Regions from separate parts of the Hordeum vulgare genome. Here region 1 is linked to region 2. The links are chromatin contacts, called in public Hi-C maps. All regions are on one chromosome and are shown on one strand. The core of a region is the stretch at or near the end of the contact, and the rest is flanking DNA. Distances in the headings are between cores, read along the strand shown. Region 1 holds the start of LOC123412279 (transcription factor bHLH49-like). Region 2 holds the start of LOC123410691 (E3 ubiquitin-protein ligase SIRP1-like).

What was found. Hi-C and Micro-C count contacts between places; a contact is called where the count stands out from the background.
Region 1: a contact with region 2 is called in a Hi-C map of seedling, with 4 times the contacts expected there. The contact joins the promoter of LOC123412279 here to the promoter of LOC123410691 in region 2. A contact is called at or near these places in 1 of 6 Hi-C or Micro-C datasets (seedling) and 1 of 1 datasets of contacts at active chromatin or transcription factors (embryo).

The regions. Positions count from the first base shown.
Region 1 is chr7H:122,529,957-122,533,052 of MorexV3_pseudomolecules_assembly, forward strand. LOC123412279 (transcription factor bHLH49-like) reads left to right here and starts at 1,606. Exons shown (of 8, transcript XM_045105228.1): 1 at 1,606-1,775; 2 at 2,037-2,682; 3 at 2,763-2,990; 4 at 3,077-3,096. The coding sequence starts at 2,068.
Region 2 is chr7H:122,272,221-122,275,750 of MorexV3_pseudomolecules_assembly, forward strand. LOC123410691 (E3 ubiquitin-protein ligase SIRP1-like) reads left to right here and starts at 2,003. Exons shown (of 1, transcript XM_045103630.1): 1 at 2,003-3,254. The coding sequence starts at 2,119. The coding sequence ends at 3,003.

The DNA.
Region 1 (3,096 bases), core at 356-2,855, 260 kb after region 2:
AGATCGAGGCCACGAATGCGAGGACCAAGGCGAAAGAAGTGGCCCTGGCAAGCATGAAGACGGGCGCGAAGATCATCAAGGTTGATCTGAACACCGTGTCGCCGAGGAAGAGGCTATGGTTCGAGAAGATGCAGGCCGAAATGTTCAAGTTCGACCAGCTGTGATTTGCGACGGAGATCACGAAACCTTTTTTGTATGTCGACAAGTGTGCTGACATGACCACGGATCGATATGGCGTGGTCAAATATGGCGTGCTGGCATGTGTGTCAGCATGAACTGCGTGATGATTTAATGTAGGGTGGCAATGTATACCAGCCGTTGACATGATGCCGACATGAATTCTTGGGCGTTGGCATGCTGACCTGTTTTATTTAATGTGCAGACATAAAATATGTTGCCCGCATTGGACGCGCGGTTGACTAAAAAACAGAAGGACACGGAACGGACGGTCGATCCAATTGAAAAAAACAAAATCATTGTCCAATTAGGTCGACCGATTGAAGCTGCTCTTGTACTTTTACGTCAAAATAAACATCACAATTTCCCAGCTTGTTCCGAGACTTAGGGTGTGTTTGGTTGGAGGGATATCCTCCCAGGGACAGGGATAACCACTTTTTTCTGTGGTTGCCATGCGTTTGGATCTGGGGCGAAGAGGGACAGAGTCAACCAGATGCTGGGAATATTCCCCGAAAAAAGGGATGTGGCCAACCGCCAAAAACGGGCGGGCGGTGGCAACCACCCTGGGGCAGCCGGCGCGGGAGGGCGGGAGGAGGCCGGCGCGGGAGGGCGGCCGGCGCGGGAGGCGGCCGACGCAGGAGGCGGCCGGCGCGGGAGGCGGCCGGCGCGGGCGCAACCGGCGCGGGAGGTGGCCGGCCGGCGCGGGAGGCGGCCGTCGCGGGCGCGGCCGGCGCGGGAGGAGGCCGTCGCGGGCGCGGCCGGCGCGGGAGGTGGCGGCGCGGGCGGCCGCGGGCGGTGGCGGCGCGGGCGGTGGCGGCGCGGGCGCGGCCGGCGCGGGCGGTGGCGGCGCCAGCGCGGGCGCGACCGTCGCGGGAGCTGGCCGGCGCGGGCGCGGCCGCCGCGGGAGCTCCTCAGCCACCTGGTTATCCATCCTCCCAACCACCCTAGCCAAACAAAAAAAAGGATAGCCCTACCCTCCAACCAAACAAAAAAAAAGGCTATCCCCAGCCACCTGGTTGGGGATACCCACAACCACCCTAGCCTATCCCTCCAACCAAACACACCCTTAGAAAATCGTCTTTTGTTCATGATAGCTTTGATCACGGGAGCAACACTGTTGTGGCCTTGTGGGGCCGAGAGCGTGAGATCTCTGCGCTCTCCGTGCTGTCTACTCGTATTTATTTGCAAAAGATCAAGATTTCTTTATAGTTCAATCAATCAAATAAAGTAGTACAGTAGTCCAGTATACGTGTTCTCCATCCACAGTCAAGATCCACCTCCTCTCTCCAAACGTCCCGTCCCGTCCCGTCCCGTACGTTCCTTTCCTCTTCGTCTCCCCTCCCGAGCACCAACCCCAACCCCAACCCCGACCCCAATCCCCATCCCATTCCCACCCGATGCGCCTCTGAAGTAGTACCACTCCAGTCAAGTGTCTCCGTGCCCTACAGCCGCCGCTCGACGCCGACGCCGCACGCCGCACGCCGCACGCCCGCCCCCGACCCCCTCCGCGCGGGCCACCGCCATCGCCGTCCCCGCTCCGCCTCGCGGCGTCCCTGCCGCCTCCACCCCGCCCGCCGCTTCGGCCATTGGCCTCTGAGGTATGCGCATTTCGCCGTCCAGCTATCACCTGTACCCCATTGACCTCTAGAGATTTTTTGGCGCACAATCTAGATCCAGACCTCGCGCTCTCGTTGCTTTCACTGTACTGCATTTGTTTATTCGTAATTATTATGCGAGATTGGATTTATTCGGCTCGCCGGATTCCCTTTTTTATGTGCGGCTGGTGGATTCGTGGCGTCGAGGGTTTGAGGTCTCAAGCAGCGCGCCGCATCTCATACTAGCTATCGTTGGCGTCGCAGATTTCGGGCTTCGGGCAGCGATAGAGGCGAAATGGAGACGAATGAGAAGAACGCCGCTGAGTTGGAGGAGAAGAACCAGCCCAGCGGGCACGACCAGCAGCCGAGCTTCCACGGACCCGGGTTCTCGCTCTCGCCAGAAGCTCAGATGGATTCTTCCACTAGCGCGCTGGCCGCCATGGGGAACCCGTTCCCTCCTGGCTTATGGAACCCACCTGGCCAGAACTTCGGGTTGGGGGAGGCCAACACGAACGCTATGCTGAATGGACACCAGTTCTCCTCGTTTTTGGGTATGCTGTCAGCAGCGACGCCCGCATATCCCGGCGCCCCGTCGGGGTTCATGGATTGCGGAACGGGGTTTCCTGGCTTAAGTGCAAACAGTCTTGGAGCCATGATGGATCACCCTTTTTCTAGGAACCCTCCTATGGGTAGTTTCCAGAACGATATTGAGACGTCTAGGGAGATGAATGTGGACGAAGGTTGCAAGGATGCATTATTAACCGGTGATAGGCAGCAAGGAGACACCGAGAGTTCACATGGCGTTGATGCCTCCAGCAAGGAGTTAAGCAAGCCGGAGTGCAGTGGTGGTGCTGGTCAGGATGAAGGGCCTAGTGTGTCTTGTCCCAAGAAGAGGAAAAGACCAAGCCAGGTACTTGTTTAATCCTCCCTGTTATAGAGCTGAATTTGTGTCGATTCGGATGGAACTTAGAATGCGATTTTCTCATGAAGGATCGTGGGGTGAAGAATGTACAAGAAGGAAGCCAGCAATTGGCAACTCTGGCTGCAAAGCAGGAGAAAGATGATGGCGACAAAGATGAACCGAAGAGGCCTATTGTGACGTCCAGAAAGTCCAACGGGAAGCAAACTGAGGATAAATCTGATGCACCGAAGGAAGACTACATTCATATAAGAGCTCGAAGTGGCCAGGCTACAAACAGCCATAGTCTTGCAGAAAGGGTAAGTCCCGAGTTATCCTCCCTGAACTTCCTTTATCAAGTGGTATTACTAGCCATTTAGCTTCAGTGTTATTGTTTGTAATACAGGTTCGAAGGGAAAAGATTAG
Region 2 (3,530 bases), core at 753-3,252:
CAGTTGGAACTGGGTCATCAACCACTGTCTTCATCGAGCTACCGGTTCTATTTTCTCAACCCCTGTCATTTCATCAATTGTATGTTGAAGACTTTCACCTTTACTGTTTGAAGAATTTGACTGAGGACTTTCATCAATTTCATCACCTCAAATTCTTCACTCTAGTTATTCATCACCTGCTTATCCCGTACTTGTGTCATGTGCGAACCGAACTGAATTATCCACTCCGAGGACATTGCTGTAGCCTGTTTTACATCTTTGTTCTATACTGTTCCCGCTACACGTACTTCGCGATTGAGGACTTTCCTCACTAGGAATTTTTCCTTAGTGATGAATTTCTAAAAATCGCCTATTCACCCCCTCTAGTCGACTTAACGCACTTTTAATAGGGGTAGTAACATTGAGCTTTTCATTTATTAGCTTATAGACTCGTCTTGTCTTGGTATGCGTTATGTTACTCATAGTATGAGTAACCAGCTAAGACCCTATTTGGAGTCACTCAAATTATGATAATCTAGTTTTTATAATCTATACTATCTCCAAACAGGACAACTTATGTTGTAGATTATAAAAATTAGATGGACAGATTATTAAAAACTCACAATCTACTCTATCCGAGATAAGATGAGATTATGAATTGTTAATGACCCATTATCCTTAAAAAGTTGGAGTTAATTACTAATTTCTGTCATTGCCATCCTCCTCCTTTTTTCTCCTCAGCGCACGCACACGGTAGACAGGTCATATGCAATGTAAAAATTTGAATTATAGTTTATATAATCTGGCCTCCAAACATGCCCACCTAGATTATTTTTATGAACCTGGTTATATAATCTACCTTTATAATCCAAATTATCACAATCTATTATGGTTTCAAATAGGGCCTAAGTTACTCAATTTTTCTGTCTTTTCATTAATTAATTGTCACATCACATTTGTTGCTTAGGTGGTATTTTTTGCTTAGGTGACATTTATGTTACTATTTATGTTATTCCCATTATGGGTACTCTAAGAGAAGTGGAGGTGCCCTTTTTCGTTTGTTTTCACATCCTACTTGCATGGTAGATGCAAATCGATCCAATTAGATGGCTCTGCGTGCGTGGATCCTGCCACCAGCCAGGTGACCGGTCCATGCATGAGAACGCTCGACCGACGCAGATTATTGGCCTTTCTTTTAGGCCTCGTTTGGTTAAGGGGGATTGGGGAGGTTTTGAGAGGAAAATCCAGGGAGGGCCCAGAAACCCCACAGATCCTCGGGCGTCCATTTGGTAGGAGGGGTTTGCTTAGCCCAATCCCCTCCGTTCCCCTTCGATCCCTTCCTATCCATGTGTTTCAAAACCCTCCTCGGGGGACTAGTGGAAGCAAAGCCCCGGGAATTTGAGAGGATTGGGTGGAACAAAGGGATTCACCCAATTCCCCTGAAATCCCTCCCTCTCAAAACCTCCCCAATCCCCCTTAACCAAACGAGCCGTTTGGTTAAGGGGGATTGGGGAGGTTTTGAGAGGGAGGGATTTCAGGGGAACTCGTTTGGTTAAGGGGGATTGGGGAGGTTTTGAGAGGGAGGGATTTCAGAGGAATTGGGTGAATCCCTTTGTTCCACCCAATCCTCTCAAATTCCCGGGGCTTTGCTTCCACTAGTCCCCCGAGGAGGGTTTTGAAACACATGGATAGGAAGGGATTGAAGGGGAACGGAGGGGATTGGGCTAAGCAAACCACTCCTACCAAATGGGCGCCCGAGGATCTGTGGGGTTTCTGGCTCTTCCGGGGATTTTTCAGTCAAAACCTCTTCAATCCCCCTTAACCAAACGAAGCCTTAAGAAGAATAACATGGTGTCTGGAAAGGGGCTCGGGCTTCCCGGTGGGGGTAGTTATCAAAGTAGAAAGGCTTGCGCGTGGGCCGGCTCGCCAGGCTAATCTCGTGTGACCCTCGCGCGGGCCCAGCGCGGCCGCCGATAGTTAAGTTAAGCACTCGCAAAACAACCGAGCCGATAGCACGGCACCCCCAATCACCACCCCACACAAACACAATAACAGGCAGAGGGGAAACGAGGAAAAAGGAAAACCCGAAGCGACGACCGGCGGGCCGGAGGCGGAGCCCTCAACCGGCCCGAGAGAGCCATGTCGGCGTCCTCCCCTCCTCCGGCCGACGCGGCGGCGGAGACGGAGGCCACGACCGTCGCGTTCTACTGCTACGAGTGCCAGGCCACCGTCTCCGTCCCCGCGCCGGCCGCCACGCCCTCGTGGCTACTGCTCTGCCCCCGCTGCCGCAGCGGCTTCCTCGAGGACAACCCTAACCCGTCGACCTCGTCCCCTCCCCCGCCGCCGCCCCCGCCGCCGGGATTCCTCTCGGACTCCTCCGAGGAGCCCGAGGACCTCGACCTCGGGATCGATCACACCGCTGCCCAGGCCTATCTCACCCGCATCGTCCGCCGCCTCTACGACGATCCCGCCTCCTTGGCCACCGCCGCGGCCGAGGCGGTGTCGGTGCTCCAGCAGCATGGGCGCATCGGTGGGCGGGGCCAGCCCCCGGCGCCCGCGGCGTCCATCGCCGCCGTACCGACGGTCGAGGTGTCCGAGCCCGCCTCGGTCTGCGCCATCTGCAAGGACGACCTCCCTCTCGCCGTCGCCGCGCGGAGACTCCCCTGCGGCCACCTCTATCACTCCGTTTGCATCGTGCAGTGGCTGGAGATGCACAATTCCTGCCCTGTCTGCCGCTCTTGCCTCCCGCCCACCAACCTCCGGGAGGTGGAGCCCCTGGGGCTGGATCCGCCACCAACACAGATCACTATCCGATTTACGACCAACCGCCGCCGCACCCGCACCAATAGTGATGTAGTGGCTCCGGTCGCGACGTCGCCTACTCAGCTCGCAGAGGCGATGACAGGGGAAGGAGGTGCTGGACCTGCGAATAGCGCAGAAACTGTTTCGTCTGAATGGCCACCGCCCCCTGAGTCTGATGCCGTCATGTCAGAGACCCGTGAGATTGAGGGCTTCTTTGATTGAGCCAGAAGATAGAGTTTGCAGGTAAGAACATCTTATGACTAGTGTCCATGGAACATGAATTGAACTGCTTAGTGGTCTAATCAGTTGCAGTGAAGCCGGTAATTTGGTTCTATGATATGGGCTAGTTGAGTTATATTTGCTTGTGTGTTCTATCTTCTATGCTAGTTGATCGATGGTAATCATATATAAACATTCACATGTAGCTGAACTTGGAGTTATTATACTTACTTTGGATCTCATGTTAGCTGATATGTTTGGTGATCTATGTGTTTTCTGTTGTTAATTTTGTATAAGTCTTGTACCTTGTACACTCTTTTTTGGTACAACTGTAATTATTTGTCGGGAGTTGTTATCTTTGAAAGATGTTCTATATATCTGAACGTGATGAACTGGTTATCTGCTCGTAGTTTATTAGTTACCACTGTGTCTTATTGTCATATGTGTCAAGGGCTAGAGTTTGTATCCATGCTCTAGCATTTCGAGAAAAAATCCACAGGATTTGTATTTCTTTGCATGAAGTTCAATTC